Regions from separate parts of the Mus musculus genome. Here all the other regions are linked to region 1. Evidence: chromatin contacts called from public promoter capture Hi-C data. All regions are on one chromosome and are shown on one strand. Each heading gives the region's core, a stretch centred on a gene start, on an enhancer-like site or on the middle of the called end of the contact. The rest is flanking DNA. Distances are from core to core; before and after follow the strand shown.

The links. Promoter capture Hi-C pulls out the DNA fragments that hold promoters and counts their contacts.
Region 2: a contact with region 1 is called in a promoter capture Hi-C map of pre-B cells, with 7 times the contacts expected there. The contact joins the promoter of D830015G05Rik here to the promoter of Rimklb in region 1. A contact is called at or near these places in 4 of 39 promoter capture datasets (cranial neural crest, embryonic stem cells, pre-B cells and 1 more), 1 of 484 Hi-C or Micro-C datasets (embryonic stem cells) and 3 of 115 datasets of contacts at active chromatin or transcription factors (astrocytes, embryonic forebrain and embryonic hindbrain).
Region 3: a contact with region 1 is called in a promoter capture Hi-C map of pre-B cells, with 4 times the contacts expected there. The contact joins the promoter of Pex26 here to the promoter of Rimklb in region 1. A contact is called at or near these places in 3 of 39 promoter capture datasets (cranial neural crest, embryonic stem cells and pre-B cells) and 6 of 115 datasets of contacts at active chromatin or transcription factors (astrocytes, embryonic forebrain, embryonic stem cells and 2 more).
Region 4: a contact with region 1 is called in a promoter capture Hi-C map of pre-B cells, with 4 times the contacts expected there. The contact joins the promoter of Usp18 here to the promoter of Rimklb in region 1. A contact is called at or near these places in 3 of 39 promoter capture datasets (cranial neural crest, hippocampal neurons and pre-B cells) and 1 of 115 datasets of contacts at active chromatin or transcription factors (astrocytes).
Region 5: a promoter capture Hi-C map of frontonasal cranial neural crest shows a contact between it and region 1. The contact joins the promoter of Slc6a13 here to the promoter of Rimklb in region 1. A contact is called at or near these places in 3 of 39 promoter capture datasets (the 3T3-L1 cell line, cranial neural crest and frontonasal cranial neural crest) and 1 of 115 datasets of contacts at active chromatin or transcription factors (embryonic stem cells).

The regions. Positions count from the first base shown.
Region 1 is chr6:122,482,636-122,488,699 of GRCm38.p6, reverse strand. It overlaps Rimklb (ribosomal modification protein rimK-like family member B), which reads left to right and starts at 2,395. Exons shown (of 6, transcript NM_027664.1): 1 at 2,395-2,609.
Region 2 is chr6:124,411,562-124,417,625 of GRCm38.p6, reverse strand. It overlaps D830015G05Rik (a long non-coding RNA gene), which reads right to left and starts at 2,554. Exons shown (of 4, transcript XR_378022.4): 1 at 1,735-2,554. Pex5 (peroxisomal biogenesis factor 5) reads left to right here and starts at 2,559. Exons shown (of 16, transcript NM_001277805.1): 1 at 2,559-2,653; 2 at 3,176-3,339; 3 at 3,584-3,619; 4 at 3,925-4,057; 5 at 4,226-4,357. The coding sequence starts at 3,193.
Region 3 is chr6:121,181,136-121,187,199 of GRCm38.p6, reverse strand. It overlaps Pex26 (peroxisomal biogenesis factor 26), which reads right to left and starts at 3,533. Exons shown (of 5, transcript NM_028730.6): 1 at 2,718-3,533; 2 at 1,350-1,490. The coding sequence starts at 2,935.
Region 4 is chr6:121,243,682-121,249,745 of GRCm38.p6, reverse strand. Usp18 (ubiquitin specific peptidase 18) reads right to left here and starts at 3,840. Exons shown (of 11, transcript NM_011909.2): 1 at 3,684-3,840.
Region 5 is chr6:121,297,616-121,303,679 of GRCm38.p6, reverse strand. Slc6a13 (solute carrier family 6 (neurotransmitter transporter, GABA), member 13) reads right to left here and starts at 3,392. Exons shown (of 15, transcript NM_144512.3): 1 at 3,351-3,392; 2 at 777-983. The coding sequence starts at 978.

The DNA.
Region 1 (6,064 bases), core at 1,146-3,645:
AACTTGAATATCCCTAAGAGTCCTAGCTCCAGTTACCATGGATATTGAGGAACTGCTGTGCTTACTAGCTCCTTATGACAATTCTAAATAAAGTAGGTGTGCTGGCTATTCCTGGTCGTCAACTTGACTCTAGCTGGAATGAACTACAATCCAGAATTGGGGGGCACACCTGTGATCCAGATTTTTTTTTCCCCAAGACAGGGTTTCTCTGTGTAGCCCTGGCTGTCCTGGAACTCACTCTGTAGACCAGGCTTGGCCTCGAACTCAGAAATCCACCTGCCTCTGCCTCCCAAGTGCTGGGATCAAAGGCGTGTGCCGCCACCGCCCGGCATGATCCAGATCTTGAGGCTGGAAGACACAGGTTTCTGATCTGGATCTTGACATGGAGATCCTGAGGTAAAGTAGCCAGGAAAAACTCAGGTTTAGGCAAGGTAGTACACACCTTTAATCCCAAGAGATTGAGGCAAGGAGATCAGCCCGGGACAAAGCAAGTCCCAGATCCAGGCCTGGTGGTGTACACCTTAATCTGGGTGGGCCACACCTTCTGCTGGAGGTCTACATAAGGACTTTGGAAGAAGGAAGATTCACTTTTCTTGCCAACACGTCTGTTGGAATCTTCTTCTACAGGAGACCAGCTTAAACAACTAGCCTCGTGGGACCAAGCAACTCTTAACTAGACTGCCATTCACAGCTGGCCATTGTCGGGACTACAGACTGTAAGTCATCACAATAAATTCAATATAGAGAGACGTTCATAAATTCTCTAACTCTAGAGAACCCTAATACAGCAGGCAACTCCCTTTTAGCGTCACTAGGGAGGCGAATTTTCTTCAGAAGACCACAGAGGTAACAGGAACAGTCATCCAATCCTAGGTTGTTGTATAGCTCTTAAAATTTATACAATCTCTGTATTCACACGTGGGGAGACAGAGGTAGAGCTAGAACACACTTGTGGGAAGTGGTCTTCTGGCTTGGCAGAGGTGTACAGGTGCCTTATCCTTCGAGCAATTATTTCACCCACCCTCTAGACCAGTGGTTCTCAACCTTCCTAATGCTTTAATACAGTTCCTGATATTATGATGACCCCCCCCCCAACTGTTAATTCCTAACTGTAATTTTGCTACGGTTATGAATCGTAATGCAAATATCTGTTTTCCATGGTCTTAGGTGACCTCTGTGAAAGGGTGGTGACCCACAGAAAACCACCTGCGCTGCTGGTCTTCGGGATCTGAAATCAGTAGCTATGACTTGACACGGGGTACAACATGTTTGAATTGTAGCTCATATCTGATGTCTGAAGTTATTTAGGAATGCATTTTCATTGTAAAGGCTTCACTCATGGTGTAGAGAAGGGACTTAAGTAGTGGACTGTGGTCAAATGTTTCGCCTCTTCTTTGGACGATTTGTTAGGTTTCAGGATGTAGGAAATGCTCCTAAAATATATGATGTTTATTCTGACATCAACTCGCCAAGCTGGCTCTAGCTTCCTTGTCTATCTTTGAACCTGCCCAACCCATAGTATTTATCATATCGCTTATTTTTGAGGCATCGGATCGCCTGCCTGTGATCCTCCTGCCTCAGCCTCCCTTAGTGTACCAAGCTCGCCTGAGGCTGCAGTTAACGCGCCTTTCCATACAGAGGTATTGTCTTCGGTGCGATCGCAGATCCGGACTATTACAGTTACCATCATCTTTGTCCCCAAATCTCTGCCTTCTGGTGAGGCAGGACGCTAGGGAGGGAGGGTGGCTGGCCCCCTTAGCGGGCAGCGCGAGTACCCTGGCCAGACCTCGCGGCCGGAGGCTCGGAGGGGTCGGCGGGCATCAAAGCGCTCACGGCCGCAGCCCAAGGAGGGGCTGCGCGGGGCGGGAGGGCGCACAACGGCAGGGCCTACTCTCGCGGTGCCGAGCGGAACAAACCTCGCCCCCTACCCGTTTTCCAGGCTCCGAGAGGACGGTTTGGGGGGTGGGGGTGGAGCGGCGAGGCGCGCGTCCTTGGAGCGCCCGCGTGCCTCCCCTTCGCGAGCGCGCGCCCCGCGGCTACCCCTCCGGCGGCGGGGCGGTCTCCTCGCAGGTGTCAGGAGTCGGCCGAGCGCGCTCGCCGCCCCGCCCCCCGCCCGCCGCCGCCCCCCGCCCGCGAGTGCGGCGCTCGGGGGCGGGGCCGCGCGGGTCCTCGGCTCGGGCGGGGGGCGCGCGGCGCCTCGGTCTGGGGGACGCGGGGCGGCCTCGCCGGCGTCGTGCGCTGTGTGTGAGTGTGTGTGTGTGAGTGCGTGTGTGTGAGAGAGAGAGAGCGGGGTCGCGCGCGCGCGCGGTCGAGCGACAGGCGAGTGAGGGAGGGAGCGAGCGGCGGCCGGGTGTGAGCGAGTGTGTAGGAACGGGAGTGCGGGCGTCGGGGGGAGGGGGGAGGGAGGGAGAGGCCGGCCGACCGCGAGGCCGTGAGAAAGTGGGCGAGTGGGTGAGGACGCGCGGCCTGGCTGCGGGAGCCGGCGGCGAGGAGAAAGGAGGCGGCTCCCGGCATCCCGCCCCCTCCCCCTCCTCAGCGGACTTCCCGCGGCCCGCGCTTGCTCCTAGGCGGCGGCCGGCCGGGCAGGCGAGGGAGGAGCCGGCGGCCAGGTGAGCAGCGGGCCGCCCGGGGCGGCGGCGGCGGCGGGGGCGTGGGCCGGGGGCGCGCCCTCGAGCCTGAGGCTTCGGCCGGCGACCCGGAGCCGAGCTCGGCGGCGGCGGCGGCGGCGGGAGCGGACTCGGCGCGGCGCGGCGCTGCGCGGGGGCGGGCGCCGGAGGCCGGTGGTCGCTGGGTACCACAGTCGGCGGAAGCTGAGAGTCGGCTGCCTGCGGGAGGGGGCGTGAGGCGGCGGTCGCGGCGTGGAAATTAGGCTGGTTGCCCGTGTCGCCGAGGGGGTGTGGTAAGCTTGGGAATGCTGCTTAGAGTAAAACCTGCCGGCTGCTCGGCTGTCCTCAGGGGTGTGGTTGTCGCCACTGTCCTTGTTTCCTCTGAAGAATTTGACGTGACCGAGGCAGGAGGATGCTACGAGCCTCACCCTGATGTTACTACGTCCATCCCAAGGAGTACAATTTAGAGTAGCGATCGGCTGTTTCTATTTTCTTTTTCTTTAACAACCTTTGGAACAAGAAGGAAGAAGGTTACCAAATTGAATGTTTGACTAGAGTAGATCCCCCACATCCGGATAGAGAACAACTTAAGTCCTATTAATTTATTGTTTCTCATCCCAGGTTTGTAATCCCTGTAATTCATGAATAGAGACGGAGTGTTAAATCAATGAGGTTTTTTACTAACCAACCTGTATATACCTTGAATGTGAATTTTCAGTGCTATTTTCCCAACAATTGCCTGCAGTTTTCCCAATGCCTGAAGTTGGGTTAAATTCCAAATCTATGTGGAAAGTATATCAGTTGAATATGGAGAGTTTTTCGTTGTTTGGCTTTTTTTTTTCCTAGACATTCTTAAATCATTAACCAAAATCCCAAAGATTTAAGTGCCATTTAAGTCTCTTCTCCTTCATAACGGGTACGTTGGAGGTTATTTCTTCTGTTTTAAAACAGTTGATAATATATATTTAAAGATACTTGGAAGAAAACAAGGACATTTCAGTCAGTTGTAACCCAAACCATTGTTAGTCTTTTATAGTAGGTCTCTTCTAGTCCCTCGTGTCATTGCTTCTTAGTTTGTCAAACTATTTTCATCTCCGTTTTCTGGTAGCTCCTTAAGGTACTAGAGTCCATGTGTTGGGGAGTGTTTTGTCCGATTCTGACAAAAAAAAAAGCTACGAGCTAGACAGTCACCCAGTCAACCCAGTCAAGAACCGCCTGGGTCCTCTTTCTTTTTACATCTCATAAAGAGCTCGGTGCCTAACCTACATTTAGCCTGTTGCCCGATGCCCACCAGCTACCATCTGGCTTCTGTTAGTTTATACTGGACAAGTTTTATGGAGAAAAAAAAATTGAGCCCCTGTTGAATATACACTTCAGTAGTTGCATGGGGGGTTAGAATGACAAAGTTATCTCTCCCCCTTACCCCCCATTTCCTCTTTGGCCATTGAACTGCTGGGCCCTGAAGATTGAGGCAGGAGGGACCGAAGGCAAGGAATAGGTTCTTCACTCAGAGAAAGAAGCAGGAGTCACTTTATTCAGGGCATAGCATCGTAACCTGGGAGAAAAGTGGGTGGAGGAAGGACTACGATTTTATGTGAAGAGTGAGAGGACGGGTTTTATTGTGAGTCGCTGTGAGCACTTTAATACTATGGATTCCTAGAGAAACTTCTGGCAGGTGAGTTCACAGTATTCTGTAATCCAAGTCATAAACATTAAAAGCTGAAAAAATTATAGTCATTACGTTATTTTGAAATGTGAGGGAAAAACCGTTAGCTGTGCTGACATACAGTTGTTCCAAGAGAAGCTGAGTAAGGTTAAGTAGAGAAACTGTCTTCACTTGGCATTTTCTTGCTTGTCATATTAAGATTGTTAAAGAGTATGGAGCCTCCAAAAATATCTGTACATGTGTATTTTAGAGCCATGTGCTGTGTATTTGTGCAGTTTAGGTTTGTAGAAAGGACTTTCCGACATCATAGTAACAAATGCCAGGCTGGTGTTTTTAATGTTTTCCAGTATTTCCTTTCCCCTTCTCCAAATTGCCTTAGACACAAAAGCTACAATCTACCCCTATCCCCCCTGAGGCTGTAGTGTGTGGAACCTCGCAAGTGCCTATCCGTTTTACTAAAGTTTTGTGTTCTTCCAAGTTTGACTGTTAAAACAATCTCGGGATCAGAGAGGTGACAATGGATAGTGACATCAGGCTGTCACTAGACAACCCTGGCTCCAAACTCACTATGGGGACCCCTTCATTAAGGAAAATAAAGAATGTACATTGGCAGTTGAACTACTAATGTTAAGGTGGCCAAATACCTGCCGTGAAGCAAGTTAAGGGAAGGGTTTAATTTGGCTTATAGTTCTAGGGCAGTGGTCCTCAACCTTCCCAATACTGGAACCCGTTAACACAGTTCCTCATGTTGTGGTGACCCCCAACCATAAAATCATTTCATTGCTACTTCAAAACTGCGGTAGTTTTACTGCAATGGAAATAGCCGTTGCGACTCCTGAAGTGATCACAACCGATAGGTTGAGAACCACTGCCCTAGGGGATACAGTCCCTCATGGTGTGGAGGTAAGGGGACAGTGTGTGTTGGGATGGGGGCGAAGGGGGGAGTCAGGAAGCAGCATGAGATGAATGCTGGTAGCTTACTTTGTCCTGATTCAGATGGAGATCCATAGAACATTCACTCATGATGTTGTATTCAGGGTAGTTCCCTCTCCAGGTGAACCTTTTTGGAAACATCCTCACAGACACACTGAGATGCATTTCCAAGGTGATTCGAAATCCAAATTGACAAGAATAACCATCAAAGATGGTTAGGTTACATTGGAATTTTCTGTGACACACATTTGTCTGGTATTTGGCACAGCTAGCTCAAAACATTTCTTCTCAGTTCTCTCTGTCTTATGGGGTGTGGGGTGTAGCAAGTGTGGGTGCTCTCAGACCCAAAGAGGGTGTCAGAACTGGAGCTGGAGTTACAGGTGGTTCTGAGCCACTTCCTGCATGAGCACTGGGATCTATCCAAACTTTGCTCTACACTGCTGACCGCTCTAGCACCTTAATTCCGTAGCCAGCTCTTAATCTTACCAGTCTACTATGTACTATGCTTTCTGTCCCCCATTCGGGAGAGCAGCAGGGTAAAACAGATGTGACTCATAAGTCTTTAGAGTTTGCAGTCCAGTTTCATTGATCACAGTACTAGGTTTTCTTTTGAGACAGGGTTTCTCTGTAGCCCTGGCTGTCCTGGCTGTCCTCTTTAGACCAGGCTGTCTTCTGACTCTGCCACTACAACCCAACTAGCTGATCAAGGTATTTTTTAGTCTGCCAGATTTCCCAGCAATGTCTGTAAAAGTATCAGATATTCATGATATATACCAACTCAGTTAAAAAGCTGGTAGACAACCTTATGTTTATGTTATGTGCGGATTAATTTTATACCCTTTCTCCTACAAAATGTCAG
Region 2 (6,064 bases), core at 1,305-3,804, 1.9 Mb before region 1:
GCCTGTGCCCTGTTTTCGTACAGTCTAAAAGCTGGGCATGTGGGGTCCCCCCCCTTAAAGCAATTGAAATAAAGTTATAAGAATGGTTTATCGTGGAAGTTAAATGAAGCAGTATCTTCATTGCTCACAAGAACTTTGACTGGAATACCGCCATGCTTGTTCTATGGCCCTATTGTGAAATGACAGAGAAGCAGGGACAGACAGTGTAGATCCAAACGTGTTCATTGATTGGCTCTTTACAAAGCTTGATGCTAATGGCCTAGATGCAAGTCCCAGCTTTTAAAACCCATATCACAGTCCCAGGCAAGATCCAACAGTTTTTGTCTCGGTTCCCTCGCCTGTTAAACAGGGATGCCTTGACATTAATAGTTATGAAGTGGATCATATAAGTCAGTATTTGAAAAATGTTTAAATCAAGCCTGTGGTGATGTAACTTGGGTCTGAAAATTAGAGGATTTCAGCCTATTCCTCTTGAATTGGCTAAATATTAAGGAATGTTTACCTTTATTTTATAACTTCTTATTTTATGGGTAAAATATGATTTTAACTTTGAACTTAGATGAAGAAGATATGGTTTCATATTTAAAACTTTAATGAGCTAATTATAAATATTAAGCACCCACATAACTTAATTTAGCCTTTCCCCTGGGACTGTGGGCCAGGCATTGTGAAGAAGTCTTTGGCTTATATCAAAGGTCTTTAAGGTCTACAAGGAAGACTTCTCCAAGTCTGGGATGCAGGGCTGTAGGTGTCTGGTGCTTGCACTGTTTAAATTTGTGTGCGGTATACGATGTATGTGTGGTGTGTGTGTGTACACAACTCTCAGGGGAAATAACTTTTCTGCTACTTTGTGGGCCCAAGGGATTAAATTCAGGCCCTTAGGCCTGTGTATAAACACCTCTACCACTGAGCCACGCTGCCAACTGCTTGCATCGATTCTGACTTCCTAGCTATTTGATTTTTGTGCAAGTCTTATTTGTAAAAGGAGGTTAGTAATAGCTTTCTCATAGGAGTATTATGAAGATTATGATTAAAAGTGCTAATGCTCACCAAGTGCTTAAGGCAACACCTGGGGGTTAACATGCATTTCATAAGCATCGGTTATTATCTCAATTATTCTCCCAAGATCTTGGCATGGTAAATTCCTGCTAATCAGTTACTAACCTCCTAGCAGAGTAGGAGGTTATGTGTGTGATGCGTTTTGAATGCTTCTGGGAGATGCTCTCCCATTTCCCCATGACCAGAAATTCAAACCATCATATGCTTTCCTTAAACACTGCTTTCTCCAGAGATTCTCCTGTTTTAACATATTCATCTTCCAAGATGGCATCCTTTCCTCCTTGGTGTGGTTTAGTTTATTCGTTGCTAGGTGTTTTTTTCTTTACAATGGCAGCCTGGAAACAGTGGACAGGGATGAAATTTGTGGTCAAGGAGAATGGGTGTATGTGTGTGTGTTAGGGCCTCTGAAAGATACTGACAGTGTACTAAAGACAGAAACATTGCACAATATTCTGCCTTGTTCAACCACTGCAGTTATAAGGGCAATTTCTATTTTCCCAGGGACGAATTTACACTGCCTGTGTTCCCTGAGGAAGGCTACCTTTGAAATCATCAGGGCAGCAAAGAACCAAGCCTGCCCCAGGGCGCCACCTACAGACTACCTGCTTCTCCCGCACCCCGGGTTGGGACGTACGTCAGGCCTTTCTAGAACCAGTTTCCTCCTAGCCCACCTACCAGCACTCTGAACCCCTCCCCTTCTCAGGACGTCAAGGAGTCCGTCGGTCTTGGACCTAGGTGAGCTATCAAGGTTTGCTTTCCAGTGTGACCTTGAGGTCTGGCACCCGAGCCATTTCTCTGGCAGATGGTGGAGCCTGAGGCTTAGGTTCATATTCCCTGATCAAAGGTATTCCTTGCCACGTTTCCCCAACTTGGAGCTGCAGGGAATCAGGCCATCGTGACCTTGACCAGTAGGAAAGAGGAGAGAGGAGTGACTCACAGCACTCTCCCCATCCATTACAGGATTGAGGTCTCAAAATGCGTTGGACCCTATTTTAGTCACCAGAATTTGTCATCATCCGGAGCTATTTTCTTCATTACGCAGAGATGGTAGAGGCAGGCCCCTGTCTCCTTGGAGGCTGTGACGCTGTCCTGAAGGAGCGTCTGTTGGAAGGGGGGTCAGGCCTAGGAGGCCGAAGCAGGTCATAGATTTGACCTCCGAAATCTCCCGGGCTCAGTTTGGGCGATTTAGAGGTGCAGGAGAACCAGGAAAGAGAGCTGAACCGTGGAACCTGAAACCTTGGTTTTTCTCCAAAGCCAGAGAGGCCTCTTCTAGCTCCAGTCCTCTGAGTTTTCCACTAATAAATCCTGGCGTTCTAGGGACTACTGCAGGTTTCCCCAATCCAACTGTCCAGGACTGTCTCCTTTAAGGATCTCGGCTCCGCCCATCACGCTGCGCAAGCTTGAGGCCCCGCCCCTTTACCCGTTTCCGTTGAGCTGGGCCGCAGCGCCGCCGTCCCGGCCCCTTTAAGGCCGAGTCCCGCCCCCTTGCTCCCGCCCCCTCCCTTCCCCCAGCCCACTCCGGGTGCCTCGGCCGGTCGGACGGTGCGGCCCGCGACGGCGAGCATTGGAGCCTGGGGGCGCGGGGTCGAGGCCCGTAAGTCCCCGCCGCTGCGGTGGCCTCGTGGGACGGGGTCGAGGCTGGGGCGACGGGGCTGGGGGCGCGGGGCGCTGGGCGGGGACGGGCGCGGCCGGGGAGGGGGCTCAGGTGACACGAGCTGGGATCGGGACCCGCAGCTGGCGCCTGACCGGGGGTGTGGGTCCCGGTGTACGGTGGAAGGCGTCCCCGCTGTCCCTCGTCAGGTTAGAGTTCGGGTCTAGCCGTGTTTATGATGCGCTCCCCGTGCTCCCCAGGGGTCCAGGCCCTTTTGTAGAGCTGCTGTTGGCGGGTGGTGTCTGAGCTGCCGTCCGCTGGAGGGGAAGCCCGAGCCGAAAGCAGCGTTTCGAGTGGGAAGGCAGGACACAGCCTCCTCTTGGACTCCAGACACACCTCGGGGGGTGGCCCCGGGGGCCTGGCCCTTGTGGAGCCGTCGTGGGCCCATCTGCTCTAGATAGGGCCTGAGGCGTGCGTTGGGAAAGTCTGGCTTCCCGACCACAGTTCTAATCTTCTGTCCATCAGGGAAGCTGCTGGTCACCATGGCAATGCGGGAGCTGGTGGAGGGCGAATGTGGGGGTGCCAACCCGCTGATGAAGCTGGCCACCCATTTCACCCAGGACAAGGCCCTTCGGCAGGAGGGACTGAGGCCTGGCCCCTGGCCTCCGGGAGCCTCAGCAGCAGAGACCGTGAGTGTTCTAGGAGAGCCTATTTCTTCCACCTGACAGCTGCTTTCTCTGTGTTAAAGTAATAGCAGTCACCATTCAGTAACACTGGAGTGAGCCTTGTGCGGCTTTACACAGACAAGGACTACTATTTTATAGACAAAGAAGCTGAGGCTTTGTGAAGGCTCTTGACTTGCCTCAGGCCACCTAAGCAGTAGAGTTAGAGTTGGGTTGTAGCCTGCTATTGTCTCTTTCCTTCTTATCTTAGGTTTCCAAGCCTTTGGGAGTAGGAACTGAAGACGAGGTAAACAGAGCAAGTTTCTTTTCTGTCTTTTTTTTTTTTTGGGGGGGGGGGTTGTGGTGATTTTTTTTTTTTTTTAAATCAGTCCACTCATACTTCAGTCTTTGAACTCTCTTTACCAAATGAGATTGCCTGCCAATGTTTTCGTCTACTTTTTGGGGTATTTTTCTGGTTTCCAAATTTACAGATAGATTTTTTTTTTTCTTTATTTATCTCCAGTTTTCGTTTCTCTGTCCAACATCAGTGGGCCCTGCCTCTGGCTGAGGCCCTCTGATCCTAATGTTCATCCGACCATCTCTCTGTAATAGTTGGTGTCAGAATTCCTGCAGGACCAGAATGCAACTCTTGTATCCCGAGCCCCTCAGACCTTCAAGATGGATGACCTCCTGGCAGAGATGCAGGAGATTGAACAGTCAAACTTTCGCCAGGCTCCTCAGAGAGGTGGGTTCAGGGCCTGGTAAGACGGGAAGAGGCCAGAGGGCTTCCATCCTTGGGTTTTGCTGGCATCGGGGGACTGAGATGCTGAGGAGAAAAAGGAGGTGTTGCCCATGAGTGAGTGTGAAGGAACCTGTTTTCTTTTTTTCTTAGTCTTCTCTTGTCTCTTTTAAGCCCCTGGTGTGGCAGATTTGGCCTTGTCTGAGAATTGGGCCCAGGAGTTTCTTGCAGCTGGAGATGCTGTGGATGTAGCTCAAGATTATAATGAGACCGACTGGTCCCAAGAATTCATCGCCGAAGTTACAGGTGAGGCTTGTGGGGACATCTGTAGTAGTTGTTAGGGAGCATTTACATGTCCTGTGTTGCTGGGCGTCCTGATTCCTCTTGGGATGGAAGGTGATTTTCGCTACTAATGACTTTTCTAGTTTCTTGATTCATTTCTGTAGGATGTTAAATGTGACTTCTTATAACAATTGTAGGTAATCAAAACATAATAAAGAGAAAAGTGGGTTTGGTTGGAAAAAAAAGAGAGGGGGTGGAGAGGGAGAGAGAGAATATGAATGAGAGATTAGATCTGCCTCTTTATCAGTAACTTGACTGCTTAAGTCTAGTGGAGAGGAGCTAGAGATTGGATGGGTAGCCCAGGAAGAGAGCAGTATTCATCTCGGCACCTAGGACTCTGGCAATTCAACCATCTTGAGTAGGACTGGGGTCTGAGAAAATTGATTGTGGAGTTCAGAACCCTGAAGTCTGGCTAGGCTGCCTGTATATATATTGGCTTTTCATTTGTAGATTGAACAAACTGTGGATAGAAAATGGAAAATGTATGTCTGCACTAAACGTATACATGCTCTTTGAGTTTTTAGACAGGATCTCTGTAGTCCAGACTGTCCTCCAAATTCCAGTGTAACTGAGATCTTCCTGCCCTCGCCTCCTGAATGTTGGGACTACAAGTATGAACCACTATGCCTGGCCATGTGTGTGTGTGTGTGTGTGTGTGTGTGTGTGTGTGTGTGTATTCACTATTTCCTAATTGATATAATTGCTATATATGTAACATTTACATTATATAGGGTATTATAAGTCATCTAGAGATGTCAGAATAATGGGAGGATTTTTGTGGGTTATATGTAAATATATCATTTCACGTAAGAGACTTCAGTCTTCAGAACTTTGTATCTGTATGGGTTTTAGAAACTAATTTCTTTATGGATGGTCTTTGAGGGTAAAGATCATCTGTAACAATAGAAATAATATCAGCTTCTCTGTGTTAAGTGCATTGAATGTGTTGTTTACTTATCTCTGCAAGATCCCAAGTTCTAGCTGTTGTTTTTAGGACCATTTTCTAGATAAGAATACTGAGTTTATGACTTGCTTAAGATAAAGCAGCATTGTGAGTGACTTGGTTTTTGGTTTTAATGTTTTTTCTTTTTAAAGATTTATTTATTTTATTTCTGAGTACACTGTTGCTCTCTTCAGACACACCAGTAGAGGGCATCAGATCCCATTACAGGTGGTTGTGAGCCACTGTGTGGTTGCTGGGAATTGAACTCAGGACCTCTGGAAGAGCAGTCAGTGCTCTTAACCACTAAGTGATCTCTCCAGCCCAATTTTTTTTTTTCTGGTTTTTCGAGACAGGGTTCTTCTGTATAGCCCTGGCTGTAGACCAGGCTGGCCTCGAGCTCAGAAATCTGCCTGCCTCTGCCTCCCAAGTGCTGGATAAAGGTGTGCGACACCACACCTGGTTCATTTTTTTTTTTTTTAAGTAGAATATCTTTTTATTTTTCTTAGGCATTTTATACATGTTAACAGTAAGTCTCACAGCACCCCACTCCAGCCTCTGGTTCCCACATTCTTTCCACTCACTCTTCTGAGACATCCCCTTTGGCAAGGTGGGGTGAGCGAGACGTCCCGTTTAGTGCTGAGTGTGCGACGGTCCCTTAGTCTCAGCACTCTGACACTGCAGAGAAGTGCCTCTGGCCCGGGTTGGGGGCAGCGCTGATCTACAGATAG
Region 3 (6,064 bases), core at 2,284-4,783, 1.3 Mb after region 1:
ATCTTCAAAACTACAAATGTCTATAATCCTACCCTCCCAGGTCCTCCAGCCTGTCCCTGTGGAGCATGGACACTGTTAAGAATTAGAGACCAGGGGCTGGAGAGATGGCTCAGCGGTTAAGAGCACTGACTGCTCTTCCAAAAGTTCAATTCCCAGCAGCAAACACACGGTGGCTCACGACCATCTGTAATGGGATCTGATGCTCTCTTGTGGTGTGTCTGAAGACAGTGACAGTACACTTACATACATAAAATAAATAATAATCTTTAAAATATTAATAATAATATTAGAGGCTAGGGGTAGTAGGCAGTGATTAAGAGTGAGCACTGCTCTTGCAGAGCCCTAGAGTTTTATTCACAGCAACGATCCTGGGCAGCTCAAAACCACCTCAGGTTTTCCTCAGGCTCTGGGATATCTGAGACCATCTTCTGGATTCCGAGGGCACCAGCATTCATGTGCACACACAAATAACTTTTAAAAATAATAGTAACTTTTTTTAAGAATGAGAGACTGAGGGCTGGAAAGATGCTCAGAAGTTAAGAGCACTGGGTGTTCCTCCTGAGCAACCCAGGTTTGATTCTCAGCACCTACATGGAGGCTCACAACTGACTGTAACCGTAGGTCCAGGGAATCCAATGCCGTCTTCTGGCGTCTGTGGGCACCAGGCACACATGTAGTGTAGACATACAATGCATGCAGTACAGACAAACACTCAGGCAAAACACCCTTACGCAGAATAAGACAAAATGGAAAATATTTGCTGTCCAAGCCTGAGGCCCAGAGTTGCAACCCTGGCAGCCACGTGACAAGCTGGATGTGGCCCCACCCACGCCTGTAATCCCAGCATTGAGGAGGAAGAGCCAGGAGAATCAACTGGCGTTTGCTGGCTATCAGCCTAGCTAAGAAAAAATGTGAGGTTCAGGGAGAGGCCCTGTGTCAAAGGAATAAAGCAGAGAGTGATAGAGGCCTCCAAGTACCCTTCTCTGATCTCCACCCACACATGCATGTGCACCCACATGCACACACACCATACACATACCACTTATACACATACCCACATACACCTGAATTTATTCTAAGAATTAGAGATCCCCAGGAGGCATCAGGAAGCGCAATTGGCTCTGTCCTCCTGTCAGCCTGTTTCACTACTATCTGGGTGTGCTCTCTCTTCTTCCATCCTACTCCCAAATGCCCGCCTCTCATCCTTAACTGCCATTGTGTGAGGTCTGAACACAGTGAGACCCGAATTCGAAGGGAACTGACTGGGAATGAGGACAAAGGAGTCAGGAGACCCTGACTCAGGAGGACCCATGATTTGACCCTGACCTGGTTCTAGCACAAGGACCTACCACAGCTCCAGGACTTTGGGAGGCAGCTTTTCAGGAACCTGGTAGTACCGGAGGACCCAGGACAGGGCTTCTCTCCATCGATCCATTTCTGCCAGAGCCTGGATCCCCACCACACACAGGGAGCATTTCACCTCCACAATGCTGACAAGAGAAAACACAAGTCAGGTTCAGGCTGTTTCCCCTCTCTCCACTCCGTCTTCCACGCTGGGACAGGAAGCCAGCGTCCGACCCAGAGGCTGCTCACCTTTACCTTTTCTGTTATTTATTGGCCCAGGCCTCACCACTGGTCTCTTGGGCTGCCCTTCCACCCTGGAGTTAAGTTCTGGAAACCTCTTAGAGGCACACGAGCTATGGCCCAACGCACATCTCTGCAGCCAAGTGGAATGAGAACTGAACAAACAGAAAGGTAACCTTGTGGGAACAGCACACCGTGAACATGCACGTGCTCACTGGCGGAGAGTGGGAGTTAAGTGTGTGCTGACTGTGAAAAGGGCATGGGGTGAGGCTTCTGGCTGGGTGCTCCTATAGGAGCTTAACTGGTCTTTTAGAATTGTCTATGTCCAGCCGGGCAGTGGTGGCACATGCCTCTAATCCCAGCATTTGAGAGGCACAGGCAGGTGGATCTCTGGGTTCGAGTCCAGGCAGGTCTACACAGTGAGTTGCAGGTCAGAGCTACACAGAGAAACCCTGTCTCAATATGAAGACGAAAAACAAAACCCTATAAAATTACATCCAATGGGCATAAGCAAAGCCCTCAACATTCGGGTGTGCAACCTTCATCCCTCTAAAACCACAGTCAAGTCTCTCTAGTGTTTGCTTTTCTTCAGTTAACTATTCTGACTACTCCCGCCATTAGCGTGGCCTCACACAGCTCTTAGGAAGGTTTACTCCACAGAGAAATGGTGCCCTCCAGCTGTCAGAGGAGGCCAATGCATTAGACAGAGCAATCTAAAGATAATTCACTCAGTCCTGCAACAGGACCAGAACAGTGTGCTTCTTGCCTTGACACCCCGCTCTACCCCCCATTTTCTATAACCTGCCAAGGCTAGGTTAAATAGGAGGTGTGTTCCCAAAGAAGGCTGCTACCTGCTTACTGAACCTCCTCACGACTGAACACTTAAAAGACATCTACCCTGTCCTGCACTGAAAAGGTGAGCCAAGAATTGACTGTGGCGTCCCTCCAAATTGTTGCATGATTTGACTTCATTGTACAGTCTCACGGGTGCAGGATGAGCAACCAGCCTCTCTCAAAGAGGATCCCTTAGGGAAAGCAAGGTGTGTGGTTGGCGCAGTCTCACAATGCCAGATATTCAGAGACCCGAGTTCCTCCCCAAAAGGATCCAGAACGGAACATAGCTCAGCACGTACGTGCCACTCACGGGCTCCTCCGCCAGGCTCTGCCAGGCTCGTTCGCAAGTCTCTAGTGCGGCATGGAAGTCCAGGTGCACCACCAACAGGTCGGACGCCTCTTCCAGCAGGTGCACCGCGGGGGACACAGCGGGGAGGGCGAGCGCGGGCTCGCTGCTCCGCAGAGGGCCCACGAGCCCTTTCAAAGGGGCTGCAGACGTCGAGGCGTCGCTCTTCATAGCCAGCCTGGGTTCGACCAGGTCTCCTCACACGTCAGGAGGACAGCTTCTCGGGAGCTTCCTGGAAATTCGGACTGGGCCTGGTAGATGTCCCGCAAGCCTCGCACTCTTCCCCTCCGCGCCTCTCCAGGTCTGTTCCTAAGGAAGGACCAGGAAGGAGCTGGACCCGGGCACAGCCTGCGCTCACTGACAGCCTAACCCTTGGGGCACTGGCCTGTTCAAGACTGTCTGTTCAAGACTAGTGCTGCCGAAGGCCCAGCACTAGTTCCTCCTGTCCCTGGACCGGTGCTAAAAGCACCGAAACTCCCAGAGTAGAGAGCGCGACAACAGAAGACCTGCACGGGGAACCCACGACGGTGGACACCTCCTCTCCACCCCTCTTAGCCACTACGACGCACGCGCACGCTGGAGCGAAGGATTCTGGGAGTTGTAGTCCTGGGCTCTTGGGTCTGTGAAGCTTCGGGGAACCTCTCGCGCCCAGAGACTGCCATCTTCCAGAGAGAACGCACTGGGTCGCCAGCTTTGGGGTGGAAAAGATGAGGAAGCTAAACCATTAGTGAAATGCCTTTGTCCTGAGAAATGTGATCCTTCCTTCGCTAACCGGAAGAGGACGAACGGAAGAAATTCCAGTTAGGAGGTGGAGCTACCTGCACCTTTATTATTAACCTCTGAAGGAGTCCGTTGAGAAGGGTCTGCTGGAAGCTTAGGGAAAAAAGAAAAAGAAAACTATGGAGCTGGCTATTTCCTCTTCCTGGGTTCGATGCTGCTATAAAGTGTGGCAGAATGGAAAGGCGCTTTCTGTCTGTTATTTCTTCATCTCTATGAGTTAAGGACTATTACTCTATTTACAGGTGACATAGGTCACACGACAAATAAGTCACAAAAACATTGTCAAACCAAAGAAAGCACTTTTTTTGGCTGAAAGGAGTGTCAGGGCAGAGGTAGATCTGATCTGTGCTTTGTATTAGGTAGGTGAACCATCAACACACAAGTGAGTTACATAAACTCCTGGATCCTGCATTGTTTATATAAATAAGGATGTCATAAAAACAAAGCCATGCACATGTCATGCAATTCTTCAAAACAGTACTGAACCAATGTAAGAACTGATGCTTTATAATATACAAAAAGTAAATACATTTAAATATGTATTTTTATGTGTTTATTTATATTGTTTGTGTTTCACAGGGCTTCTCTGTGTAGCCCTGGCTTTCCTGGAACTCACTCTGTAGACCAGGCTGGCCTTGAACTATGCCTCTGCCTCCCTAGTGCCGGGAATTAAAGGAGTGCAATACCACACCTGACTTCCTATTATATAATTTTACACAGACTCATAAATCACCAATTATCTGTGCTTCAGGCAGGATTTCCTATCTCTTCCACATTTATACTCAGTCTTCATGGTTTTACTTCGTCCAGTTCTCTACCTTCTGAACTCTCTCCCAAGTTTTCCTAGAATCCCTTGCTCCTTAGTGACTGGATAAGACAGCGAGGTGCTAGGCTAAGACCTGCTCACATCATATATGCCTTTCTTTTATCACTAACACCGACAGGACATGGCAGTCTTTAAATCTCTGCAGAAGGTCCTCACACAGCTGAGACAGAAATGTCAAGTCTGCTAAAGCCTGTGACTGTGTAAGGTGAAAGGGCCAGGATGTCACTTGTTTAAAAATATATATACTGTTTAATTCCCCCTCTCCCCCCCACTGGGGACTAGAGAGATGGCTCAGCAGCTAAGAGCATTTGTTTTTGCCAAGTACCTGGGTTCAATTCCCAACACCCACATAGCAGCTCACAACTATCTGTAACTCTAGATCCAGGGGATCCAGTGCTATGTCCACTCCAGTAGTGACTGGCTTGGCAGGCCTAAAAGCCTGGAAGCAGTCACAAGGCAAAGAGTTTCAAGGAAACTTAGCCTCCTGGAACCTTGGCATTCCCATAGCTAGAATGCCCCAGATTTGTCCCTGCAATATTGTGGAGGGTCTTGCATACTTTCTTACAGTATTTTACTGGATAAGAGTTAGAAATCTCAGGGCAAGCTTAGCAAAGTATACTTAGAATCTTCATTACAGCCAAGTTACTCTCATATGCAAGTATTTACCAAGGCCTAGGAAAAAGGGGGGTTGTGTTGTTGCATTATTCATGATAAGGTCTGCTAGAGCAGAACTCCCTGGTGCTAGCTTTCACAAGGCTCAAAGGAGTAGCACAAATTGTGACTAGGGTGTGAAATCCTTACCTGTCATTAGCTGACCCTAGGCAGGGCTGTTTTATCTTTACTGTAAACATTACCTGGTTCCTGTCAGTCCTTTGAAGTCATTCCTCTGTTTTGTGTCAAATACTTCAGTGTACTTTGCCTGTTGTGACACCCTACTCCTTTGTTTTCTGTATTATATTTTATAAGCCTTGTGAAAAATTACATCCAGATACAGCACTCCCTTGTGTATGTGTCTGTTTGTCAATTCTCCAATTCTCGCCAACTCCATGCCCACCTGCCAGAACCCCTGATTTCCCACGGATTGAGGGGGGCTGACTGAGCCTGGTCCATGGCATCTAATGCCCTCTTTCTGACCTCCTGGAGTACCAGGCTTGCGCATGGTACACATACATATATGTAGGCAAAACAGTCACACACATCAAATAAGATGAATCAATTCTCATATATATATATATACATACACACACACATACACATATTATTTTTATACACTCGTTTGTGTGCCACAGTGCACACGTGGAGGTCAAAGGACAGCAGACAGTTCTCTCCTTTTGTGTCTTGGAGACCAATCTCAGGTCAGGCTTGGTGGTAAGCCCCTTTACCCACTAAGTCATCTCACTGGCCCCAGAAATGCTTTTTGTTACTAGTAGATGGCAGACATTGTCCTAGACCCTGAGGGTCCCACAGAAATGAAGGACAAAGCCTTGGTGAGTTTTGGAAGGAAACAAACAACAAAAATAAGCAAATGCTTATTAATAAACAAGTACACATGCCTATAGATCCAGCTACTCCTGAGGGTGATATGGAAGATTACTTTAAGGCCAGGAATTGGAGACCAGCCTGGAAACACAAGAACATGTGTGTGTGTGTGTGTGTGTGTGTGTGTGTTTACATTATTCATGATAAGGTCTGCT
Region 4 (6,064 bases), core at 2,591-5,090, 1.2 Mb after region 1:
CAACTGAGTGGTTTCCGTCTGGGGGTTGAACAAGGGCCCCAAGCTTGTGTAGAACACACCTTTACCTGCTGAGCCATCTTGCTGGACCTAAACATGATTTTTAAAGATTAGAAGTTTTTGTTGTTATTTATCTATCGTGTGTGTGTGTGTGTGTGTGTGTGTGTGTGTGTGTGTGTGTGTGTGCATACATGAATTCCATGGCTCACAAATGGGGGTCAGAAGACAACCTGTTAGCCAGTCACCTCCTTCCACATAGGCCCCAGGAATCAAACTCAGGTTGTCCAGCTTGGCAGCAAATGTCTTTATCCACTGCCATCCCATGCCAGCCTCCTAAATAGGATATTTTATATGATACTATGAGACAGTAATAAAAAGACCCAAATCAACTGAGGAAAATTTTTCATATCATCATCTTTTAAACTGAAATTCAATGCCAAATTTTCTCCCTCCCCCTTTCCCTTCCCCTCTTCCTCCCCATTCCCTCCCCACTTCCCCTCCTCCCCCTTCCCTCCCCCTTTCCCCTTCCCCTCCCCTTCTCCTCCCCTTTCCCCTCCCCCCCCCTCTCTGTTAGCTAGTTTGTTTGCAGTGCTTAAGATGAATCTAGGCCTTCTGGAGTGCTAGGCAACTGATCTACACTTGAACTACATCTAAACCCCTGTAAGGAAATTCTCCAATGTGTCCTTGGAGACATGTGAAACACGATCATATCAGCATGGCTTGTATTATACAGCCCACAGATAACGTGCATTCATCAATGGCTGTGGATAGGCTACAGCACATGTCACAACAGGCTGAATCTCAGAAGCCAAATATTTACTCAAGGGAGCTAGAGAGATGACCTAGCCTCAAGAGTACTTGCTGCTCTTACAGAGAACCCAGGACCCACATGGCAACTCAGAATTCCAGCTCTAGGGTCTCTGAGGGTCCTGTTCTGTGTGATGCACACACATATGCAGGCAAACCCTGGGGCACATAAATCAAAAGTAAATAAATCTTTTAAAAACAAAATATCTGCTCAGAACAGCCAATCACAGGACTGGGGAGATGACTCAGTCTGTAACCTGAGTCTGACCCCCTAGAACTCACATAAAAAAACCAGTTGTGCACACCTGCATATAGTCTCCAGGATAGGAGAGCCTGTCTCAAAAAACAATATAGAAAGCTACTGAGGAACTACACTGAAGGTGACCTCAGGCCTTCACGCATACATCCACAGAGACACAAACACACACAAATATTCATACGCACACTCACACACATCACTACCACCACCACCACGAGAAAAATTTGGAAAACATTATTTGATTTCTTACTATATATTCAAACTTAATGTCAATGGAAAATTGTCAATACTTGTGTATGGTAAAAATAAAATTCTAAATAGAAAGTAAAAATCAAATTTAGATAACTACTTTGTGGGGAGGCAAGGGTATGAGGCTGGAGGAAGGTGGGTTGTTGCTCGGAGGCAGTTTGCTTTGGTAGCAGAACAAATACGTGAGGTTTTGTTTACTGCTAATCAGTTCATTATCTGGAACTCAGAGTTAATAGCTAATGAACTAATGGACGGATGGACAGACAGATGGAACAGACATAGTCTAGCGTTGGCCTGAGGGAAGCAGCTCTCTCACTGGGCAGAGCACACACACAGCTCAGGCTTGGGTAGCAGAGCCAGCGCATGGAGGACAGGCAGGTAGGCAGAGCACCATGAGGAAGGAAGTGGAGATGTACGATGGTCGGGCAAGTGGGCAGACAGGATGAGGCTGAACCAGGCATACAGCTGCCAGCTCCGAGAACGCTGCATTCCCAAACTCATGCACTGATTCGAGGCATGCTGACTCCAAAGCAGAAGACTACCTCCATCCTTGCTGAAGCTTGCAATGAGGAGAGATGGTGGAAATAACCACCACAGGCTACAGAATCAGCAAGGGTCTTGAGAGCAAGAGCTAGCGAGCCAGTGACACAATACGGGAATTCTGGGTGGTGAGTCCCTCCCTAGCTGTTACACATTGGGGGTCTGGGGAGAGCAGTTCCCAGATAGAAATGCCCGATAAAATTCACAATGCCAGCAATATCTAAGTAGCCTGGTCTTCAAACCTTCTGAGACAAGCCCTGGTATTGAAATCCCCTGGCCTCAAACTTTTGCGCACAGGTGTTTTTAAATAGGATCTCACTATGTAGCTTAGGCTAGCCTCAGAGTCTCAGCAAAACTCCTGCCTCGGCCCCCTCCAATGCTGTGATTACAAGTGTGAGCTGAAACACCAGATCCAAACTCTACTCCCCCTGCCTCGTTCAGCCTTCCTAGGGCTAAAATCCCTGGGATTTCTAAAGGTATGAACTACTGCTCTGGGCGTTGCCTTCATTCTTAACAATCTGCTCGCCTCTTCTGAGCTATGGTGCTGTAACAGACAAAATCAGATCTCTCCAGAGGAAACCCAGACTAACACACTACTTGGGGCTCCTCTGGCCGGTGTGGGATGATATGCATTAGCCTGTCCTTAGACATGCCCTCAGCCTGGAGATGCTGATACACCTTTCATGTGCCCATTGGGGCTCTGGCCACAGCCCAGTCACATGATACACTCAATTGGGAGACAACGTGATTTTCTTCCTTATAAACATCATGTTGCGTAAAAGTGCCAAGACCATGAAGCACGGTTTTCCAGAGTGAAAAAAGAAGAAGAAAAAGAGAGAGAGAGAGCAAGCAAAAAGCTCTCTCTCTTTTTAAAGTCTTCTGCTAGTGCGTAGTGAGTCAGAAGGGAGCATACACCTCATCTGCTACGCCACTTTCTGCCCAGTTAGTTCTTATGAACAAAGGAGGTGACGGTATTCAAACACACAAAGGACACTTCACAGGAAACATTCTAAAAATGTTCTGAAATATTTGCCTCACTTTTTGAGTTAATTCTAAAGATATTAAGTATGAAGTTAAGTTGTAATTTTGAAACACCACAAACTTGGACTTCCAGGGGAGTTGGGGGAGGTTGTGTTTTTTTGTTTGTTTGGTTTTTGTTGTTGTTTTTTCTTAAAGGTATATTTAGCTTTCTTTACAGAAGATGGAAAAACAGGCCAGGGAACAGGTCTAAAGCACCCTGACTTATGATACTGGACAAAAATCTCTCCGGTTTCTCAGTCCGCTGGTTTCTATTTTAGGAGTTTCTCCTAACGTGTGACTGAGTATTTGCACAAGAGCATAAAAATGATATTTGTTGATAAAACGTCTATCCCAGGAAAAACAGGACCGAACCTAAATGTCCATGAATTATTTAACTAAATCCGCACTTCTCATACAACGCATCAGTTAAAATACTGGTCTAGAAAGGCACAGAACAAGAAGCAAGACACAGAGCAATGTTAAAGATATCCATTAGAAATGTTTCTGATAAAGTATACATAAAAATGATACTGAGTTGCAAATTAAGAGAAACAACTCTACACATCTGTCTGCATTGTTTGAATTTTTAACAAGCCACTTTGGTAATTACTTTTTTAAATTAAACATAAATCACGACTACAGTCTGAATAATATAAATGCTTGGGAAGCAAATCCATTGGCCCAGTATATACATGCCAAGAATACAGACCGCCACTATTTGCAGAACCCAAGGAAATTCCTAATCATCTGGAGATGTATAAGCAAAGTTCTGGCGGATAAAGGACACTTTCAAAGTTAGCCCCAAACTTGCCTCAAGCACGGAGTCAAGCCAAAGAGCGAAGACCGAGCAGCATCTGCAAAGGGCTACAGAAGAGGACGCGGCACCGCGGAGCAGAGCAGTCTTGCTGCCTCCCAGCCTCTCAGCTCAGGAGTGTCTGCTGTCCCCTAGGCACAGCCGCCCTGGCACTGCCGGCCAAGCCTTCTGCACGCCTGGCCACGCCCCCCTCACCGCCAAGCTTTCGTTTTCCCCTAGATCCAAAGGAAAGCGAAACTCAGGCACCGGGCGGGCGGGCGGAGCGGTTGTACGCGCCCCTACAGAACCCGCAGTCCAGTCGCCTACACCAGGACACGACAAGCCGGACCTGGCCCGGTAACTCCTGGATACGCTCTCTTTTTTCATCTGCAATGTTAAGATTGGAAATACTCCCAGTTGCTGTACCTTCTGCTCTGAAAGCCAGCAGCAGATAACTCCCTTGCTGAGGCTGTCCCCAGGGGGTAAGGAGACAGCGATAACATTTACTTCATCTCTGTTAATTGCCAGGCTTATCCTTAAACACTGAAGATAAGTTTATCTGCACAATGTTCTTTTGTGCCTCTACGTTTAACCCCAATTCTATAGGATAAAATGTTTTTATTTTATCAAAGAGGTTATGACTAACTCAGGACGACAAATGGCTAAGTGCTGAAAGCAACATTCTAACGGGACCTCTGACCAGTCCCACCATTTGTGGAAAATAGCAGACCATTGCAGTTAGCACACGAGGTGGCCATGAAGGTACAGCTCTGCGAGGAACAAATACAGTCTAAGCCGAGCCGGGTTTGGAGGCTCTGGGATGTACATACATGAAATGCTTGCTAGCTCTTTACAGATGTATCTTGTATATGAGGCTATAAGTTGAGGGAGAGGGGGATCTGTTAGCTGCTGGGCTAGTCAGAATGAGGTTTCCCCATGCGCTTGTTCTGAGAGGGGTCCTCCACTCCCTACCCCCAGCACTGGACAAAGATGACAGAGAGATACATACCCCTAATCGAAAGCTACCAGGACTTTATGAAATCTGGAAGAGTCTATATTCTGTTTTGCTATTGTAGTTCAACGTAAGATATACAAATATGTCTGCCTGCCTATAGTGTGTGTGTGTGTGTGTGTGTGTGTGTGTGTGTGTGTGTGTGTGTGTGTGTGTGTGTGAAGCATGAGTTATACACAGCTGTTGAAAATAAACCAAGATGTCCATGTTTGGAAATAGAAAGTGGGGTATGGCCCTCAGGGTAAAACAAAGTCTCTTGATCAGTGGTTGAGGTAGACAATGTGGCATCTGCACATATCATGGACAAATACATTAAGTCTCCAATACATTTGCAAATCAATCAATTATGTGACCAGCTTCTTCCTCTTCTTCTTCTTCTTCTTCTTCTTCTTCTTCTTCTCCTTCTTCTTCTTCTTCTATCTGTTTGGTTGTATCCAAAAACAGGAACATCAAAAACTGGTGGGGGGGGGGGGGAGGATGAAAAGAGGATGTTATAAAATGTGATAGTTTGATCAATATATCGTACCTGTAGAGTTCTAGGGAACAAACTGTATTTGTTCCCAGTGGTGATTAGCAAACAGCTCCTTATAGCCAAGCAACTTTTTTTTCCCAACCCTGCTTGTTCAGTGAAGCAAGTGATTGGCATTTGTACCAGTACGGAGTGGACTAGTGTCAATCATGGACAGGAGATACCTAGATGATGCAAGAACCCATTATAACTCCTAGTAGGACTCTCCATGCTCTTACCCCTGGTCTCTCCTTGCCTTTCAGAAAAGTTCAGGGCTCTAACCAGGTGGTAGACTGAGCTGGTAAGCATTCCTGAAGTAGATTCCAGCAGTGCCCCACAGTGACCCAGGATGGTGGTTTGGTGGAGAGACAATATGCCCACCACCCATGTCAGAACCTACTCTAGTTAGAGAATCCATTCATATATAGAGCAGATGTGGCTCGCCTGGGCCTCAGAGCCTAGAGAACTGGAGTGGGGTTCCATGTGTTGAGGAGACACGGGCAGGGTGAGGAATGGGTCCACGTGAGAGGGCACTGGTAGAGCTGAGAGACTAGTTATGCCCAGAAGCAGAATTAAGTGAGCAAATCCACAACAGTTTAGAACTGGTCACTTGCTTGAAATTGCCCCGGAATAGAGTTGAAGGTGAAGAATGGGACCCAAGACCTGCAGCTCTGGGTTCGCATAGATCCGTGGTTCTCGGTGAGTAGTTAGAGAGGGGTGCGTGTGTATGTGTGCGTACATTCCCTAGCTTGCCCCACTGAGAGTGCATGGATGGATGACACTCAGAGGCAACATGGCTTCTGGCTTCTAGTGGTTATTCTCAAACAAAAGAAACCAGAGATGCTTAGGGAGATGGTGTTTCCCGGATTGGGGCAAAGA
Region 5 (6,064 bases), core at 2,143-4,642, 1.2 Mb after region 1:
CCCTGGAAGCTTTATCCATCAACAGAACAGAATGGTTTCCTAACCCACGGGTCAACTCTAAGCCCTTTAGTACCTGGGGATTCTGTCCAAGGCTTCCCACAGGGGTGTGGAAATTCCCTAAATATGGATTCATTCAATTACCCCAGAAGACTGGGAAGGCAAATAAGACACACACACACACACACACACACACAAGACAGAGACAGAAAGACAGAGGCGGGGGGGGGGGGGGGGTAGGGGAGTTAAAGGAAAGCCATGAAGGTCAAAGATTATGATTCTAGTGAGAGTTGGGAAACAAATGGTATTGGGAATGTCATGGTACCAGCTGAGTGGTGGGGGGTGACACAAGGCCAAAGCTGAAGAATCCCAAGATCCCAGAAGAGTTTGGTAGCAGCAGCAGCAGCAGCCCTGCAACTCCTATTTATTAAGCACTTTATGGGTAGTATTGCCAATCCTTACAAGAACCTTGAAAAACAGGTATTGCTATCTTGATTTACAGGAACAGCCATTGAGACTCTGGGGGCTTCAGGAACTTGACCAAGATCACACAGAGTTAAGAACAGAGGCAGAATCCGCGGCCTGATCCATCTGGATCTGAACCCGTACTCGAGATTCTATGAGAGAAAGCCCTAGGGCACCCACACGGGTTATCTAAATCTCCGTCTCCTGCAAAGTGTCCTCAGTGACCCATCAGGGCCCTTCCCAGAGGGACAGAGAGTAGAGCAGACAGAAGAACTCTCCTTCCTGGGGAGACTGGGTAGCACTATGGCTCTCACCTCCCCCGTTCTTGTAGCAGAGATAGGGAAACCTCCAGACGTTGCCTAAGCCAATGATCTCCCCAGCCACAGACAGCACAAACTCCATCTTGTTGTTCCAGTGCTCCCGTTCCAGGGTACCATCTTCCTCCACTTTCTCCATGGCTGGACACACTGGCTTTGTCTCTCCATTACTGGTTGTTCCCGAGGCCCTGTTCTCCATCCCACCTGGAAAACAAGTGCAGTGCTCTGTCACTGGTGGGAAGCCCACAGGGAACAACCTCCTCCCTTCAGAAAATTCCCTGGAAAAGGGTGACCTCCTTCCCTATCCTCTGAACCATTCCTCCTTAGCGCCCCCCACTGGCAGAGCTGGGGAGGAGCTCCTAGGATTGCCTGTTCCCTTCACACTTAAAAGAAAGCATTGGCACAGAAGGGGACGCATGCTCCCCTGACGCATGCTCTCTGGATTCACATAGTATGCAGGTGTCTGCACCTCCCACTTGCTTCTCACAACTGTGGCATATTAAAAAGCAGTGCAATCCTGTAATAGGCTGGGACTACCCAGAGGATGGCAGTTGACATATTCTCAAGACCATGGATGTCCCTTGCAGGAACTACACTAACTGTGGTCGTGGGGAAAGAGCTGATATTAAAAATGTTGATTGCAACAAAAAAAAAATTGGAAAGTATATGCTAAAAATGGAAGGTGAGGGACTAAGTTATGGTAGATGTATTATGAGCTTCTATCCAACCATTAAAATTGTTACAGGAAGATGTATATTGAAACCAAAGGGTGTTCGTGCTATAGGAAGTGAGATTAGTATGAACAGAATAATCAGGCTTGACAGACACTTTACAGAATAGCTACACGCATTGAAAGATTGGGACATACACCAAGATGTTTCTTTCCTAGTGACTGCATCATAGGGATGTTTTCCTTATCTATATCTTCACCGTTTTGTTCAAAGAAATGTCTTCTGAGGGGTGTTGGATGGAACCCGGAACTGGACTGGGAGAGCTGAGCTGTCCAGGAACTCATTCTTCTCCCTCCATTTCCTAGTGAATCGGCATACATGGAAAAAACGTCTCCCCCTCTCCCTCCCTAGCCTCCTCTCCTCTCCCTTCCCCCTCTCTCCCACCTCCGCCCTTCTTCCCTCCCTCCCCTGCTCCCTTCCTCTCTTTGTCACTAGTGGTATCAAAATCTGTTACAACCAAGATGATGGCGTGAAAAGGAAGCCCTACCTTAGAAACACCCTATCCTAGACTGAGACTGAGACTGAGAATAAATTCGGATGTGTTTTAAACTTAATGAGCAGCTACCCTGGACTAAGCATTGCACACATGGTCATTTAATTCCTACACCAACCCTGTCATTGTTGAGAAAATGATGGTACATAAAATACCTGCAGCCGCTGCTCTGTTAAGTCAAGTCACTGTTGCCACCTAGGTAGTCAATCGTATGGAGACTTGAAGTCACTCTGCACTTACTGCTCTTTTGGTTCTACCAATGAGCTCTTGTTCGCTGCCTTGGTTTATCAACACACTTAATGTTAGTGACTCCTTCCTCGCTTTGTGCAATGGCTCCTCTTGTTTAGGTCTTTGTTTTAGTTTTTGTGTTTGTTTGTTTGTTTGTTTGTTTGTTTGTTTTGAGACAAGGTCTAATGGCCCAGCTTCTCCAAGGACTTGATCTATAACATAAACTTAAGGTGATTCCTGGGTGCTCAGACTGTGTAACTCAGGCCCTGTGGTTGATTTAGAGTGGCCTCTTTGTAGAGAACTAAGCAGGTGGGCTTTCTCCGAACCCCCAAACAAGTTCAGAGTATGGAACCTTCTCACCAGAAACCTCTCCAAGCCAGAGACTTCCCTTAGGTTCTATCTGCAACCCTAGGGACCAGAAAAGTCAGCCCAAAGGGCCAGGAATAGAAGACATCTCTGATTATTTGACAAGCTGGGGAGTGGGATCCAAATTCGCTGTGGACAAGAAGGTGAAAGTCAAGGTGTTGTTTCTCACCTGACTGACCTGATCTTCTCGGCCTCATGCTGATCCTGGCCTCGCTTCCTAACCATCACAGGGATGCCTTCCTGTGAGGCAAAGCCATCCCACTTGGCCTCATCCCCCTTCCAGCAACCAAGCAGTAACCTTCTGCCTCTTAGCCCCGTGCTTCTCAGGAGCAGTGGAGAAAGCACGGGTTCAGGCATGCCGGGTTCAGACCACAGCCGTCCCTAGCACCCTGCCTGACCCCTGAGGTTAATGAGTAACGCAGCCTTAGTTTGCTGGTCTGTGACAGTGGGAACATTGGCGTAGACTCAGCTGTGAGGCTTGAGTGGAGAGATGAATTCTATATTCACCCTGAAACTCAATCATTCTCCTCTCCAACTAGAATTCTCGACCCCTCCTCTGTCACCCTTAAGTCATGAGCCACCCCTTTCAGAATGTCAAGAGAATAGCAGAAAATGCTTGCACCTGCACACCCAGGAGCGAACCAAGAACACCATCCAGAGGACATCATGGTTGTAAATCCATGGATCCCACCAACCTACATTCTGAGGCCCAGAAACAGGAAAAAGAGAGAAAGAGCAGAGAATATTCCGAACCTTGGTGAAGTTTCTGCCTGAGGTCTTGTCGGAGAATTCTCCAGGGGGCCAGGGAAGGGGCTGGCTATTTAAAGCGTGGCTGGAGACCGCCCTGTGGTGCATGTAATCCTAAACTTGACCCGGCCCACATTCCGCCTCCTGCCTTCCCCCTCCCACGTTCTCCCCTCCCCCTCGGCCACCAGACAATCCGCACATGAGTGATTCCCTGGCCTGGGGACTCTGTCCGCCCTGGCAGTTCAGCCGGTTGCTTGTGATTCTACTACAGCATGTGTCTTGCCACAGCTTGTCTGCCCTTCCCCCTGACTCTGGGATCTCCATAAAGAGATCAGCCAGTTGCCCTGTCTTCCCACAACTCAAGGACTCCTGGGAAGCAGTCAGTAGTAGGTGCTTATTTGGTGAGGTGCTATTAGGATTAATTTAAAAGTATACCAACCTTATCGGGTTCCAAATGGCATTCTAGAAGGGACAATGATTTAGGAAAACAACAATAACCACACATTAGATTACTGAACTGTGAGAAGTCAGTAAAATATCCAACATGCACACAGACACACGCACGTATGTGCACACACAATGTTGAAACGTCTGGAAAAGGTTTCTGAGTTAATAGTGGTTGCACTCAGAACAGAGCTGGGTTAGGAAACGGTAGTTAAGGAGATTTTTCTCTTCCTTTTGAAGCTCCAGTATTGTTTGAATTCTTTGACAATGTTCGAGAACTTTTTTTTTAGCTGCAATCAATGAAATGCCAAGGTTTAAAGCAAAGTCATCAGGGAAGATTTGGCAATGGGAGGCAGACAGCTAGTCACAGGACTTTCTTTCCAGGCAGGGATGACCCTCGGAGGTGGCCGGCTGTTCCTTCAGCTGTGAGTCCCAAGACTAGAGCGCAGTCTTGGGTTCACCACCTGCTGCGAGGCAGTGCAGGGGGACACTGTGTAAGCTTTGGTGCCAGGCAGCACAGGGGCCAAGCACCACATCTGTCACTCGGGAGCTTGGAGTTTTGAGCAGAGCACACAGCTTCTGGAAACTCTCATTCTTGCAGCTATAAGATGAAGACAGTGTTGCGCACCTTGGAAAGTTGCAGGAGATTTCAGGAGAGAGTGGATCTGATAATGTAGCCAGTTCATGAATAGCTACTGATGCTGTTTAAGAATTATTCAGAATGAGCTTCTTGGAGACTTTTTTTTTAATAAAAAAGATTGTATCTTCTACTTTTATTTATGTGTATACGTCTGTGTATGTGTATATCTATGTGGGTGCCCTTGGAGGGCAGGAGAGGGTGTCAGATCCCCTGAGGCTGGACTTCCAAGCAGATGTGGGCCCACGTAGTGAGAGTGCTAGGACTCGAACCCAGGTCCTCTGGAAGGGCAACTAGAGTTCTTAACCACTGAGCCACCTCTCCAGCCTCTGGAAATTATTCTTGTGTTTCGGAAGCCTCTTTTCTTCTTCCTTCCTAACATCCATCTGTCTCATCTTATGGTGTGAAGAAAAAAGATTAAAGGATTCTCAAAGAGAGGCTGCAAATTTGTACTAAAAGCCTAAAGCAATGTGATTGACTCCCTAGCCTTATGCCAAGTGGTACGCACTAGCAGCCTACTAACTGATCTACTAAGTACAAATGGTGACATTTGTACTCTCTAATTACCAGGTAGCTGGAGACCCAAATCGGTGCCCTAAGAAGTCTGGGTACCACATAGCCTTCAGCAGTGCTGCCTGGGTCTCTGAGACCTCACACATGCAATAATGTGATGTTTTTCTCTGTGGGAAACACTCCCGGAGATCAGAGCATCCTTAGTGTCATCCTCTGTTGCTCTGGAGTTGCTCTGACATGAGGGAATGTTGATTCTTCAGTTTTTACATAACGGCTGCTACACTGCCTCTTTGATTGCTCTTTTATATCTTTCCAAACACTTGTGATCCCCGGGCCCTTTCATTTCTAGGCTGTCCTGGTTGATATTTTTCCCTGCTCAGTCAAGTGATGAAGAGGTAGTTTGGGAACCATTGGTACAACTGTCAGTGACAGTCTTCAGACTGCCTGTTCTGGAGGGTCGTATCAATCACACGGGACAACCGTTGCTTTCCCAACCCTTGGGTCAGGCACTGTCAGAACGAGTGTTTACAAGTTCTCACTCAGCAGGAGGATTAGAGGAGTCTCTAGGGACTGCTAGCAAGAATAACTGAACATTAAGCAGAATCGGATGAAGCAAAATGAGCTCATGAGAAAGTGTGGGGAGTGGCTGACACCAAGTCAACTCTGGGTATCTTTAAATGTCAGTGTGTCATGACACGTTCTCCCAAAGTCAACTCTGGGTATCTTTAAATGTCAGTGTGTCGTGACACGTTCTCCCAGGTATTTTCTGTCTCCACTAGGAACAGAACAGGGACAGGAGAATCCTCAGAGAAGCATGACCTGTTTCCACCTCTGAGTGACAGCGATTCGGCAGAGGGAGCCTCACAAATGAGCAACCTGAGCCCGTCTCAAATAGGACACCAATGGCAAGAAAGGAGCAAGAAAGTTTCCTCGAGCAATACCTGATGACAGCTCTCTGGGATGGTGACAATCTGAGAAGTAAAAGAAATACTGGCAACGGTAGACTGTGACCACAGAGTAAAATTCACTCGTGTCTGTGGTAATATAAATAATAAATAAGCAGCTGAATGGGGGACAAAAATGCACCTTTTCCCTAAGACAGAATTCCAGTTAGCAAATGTAGAAG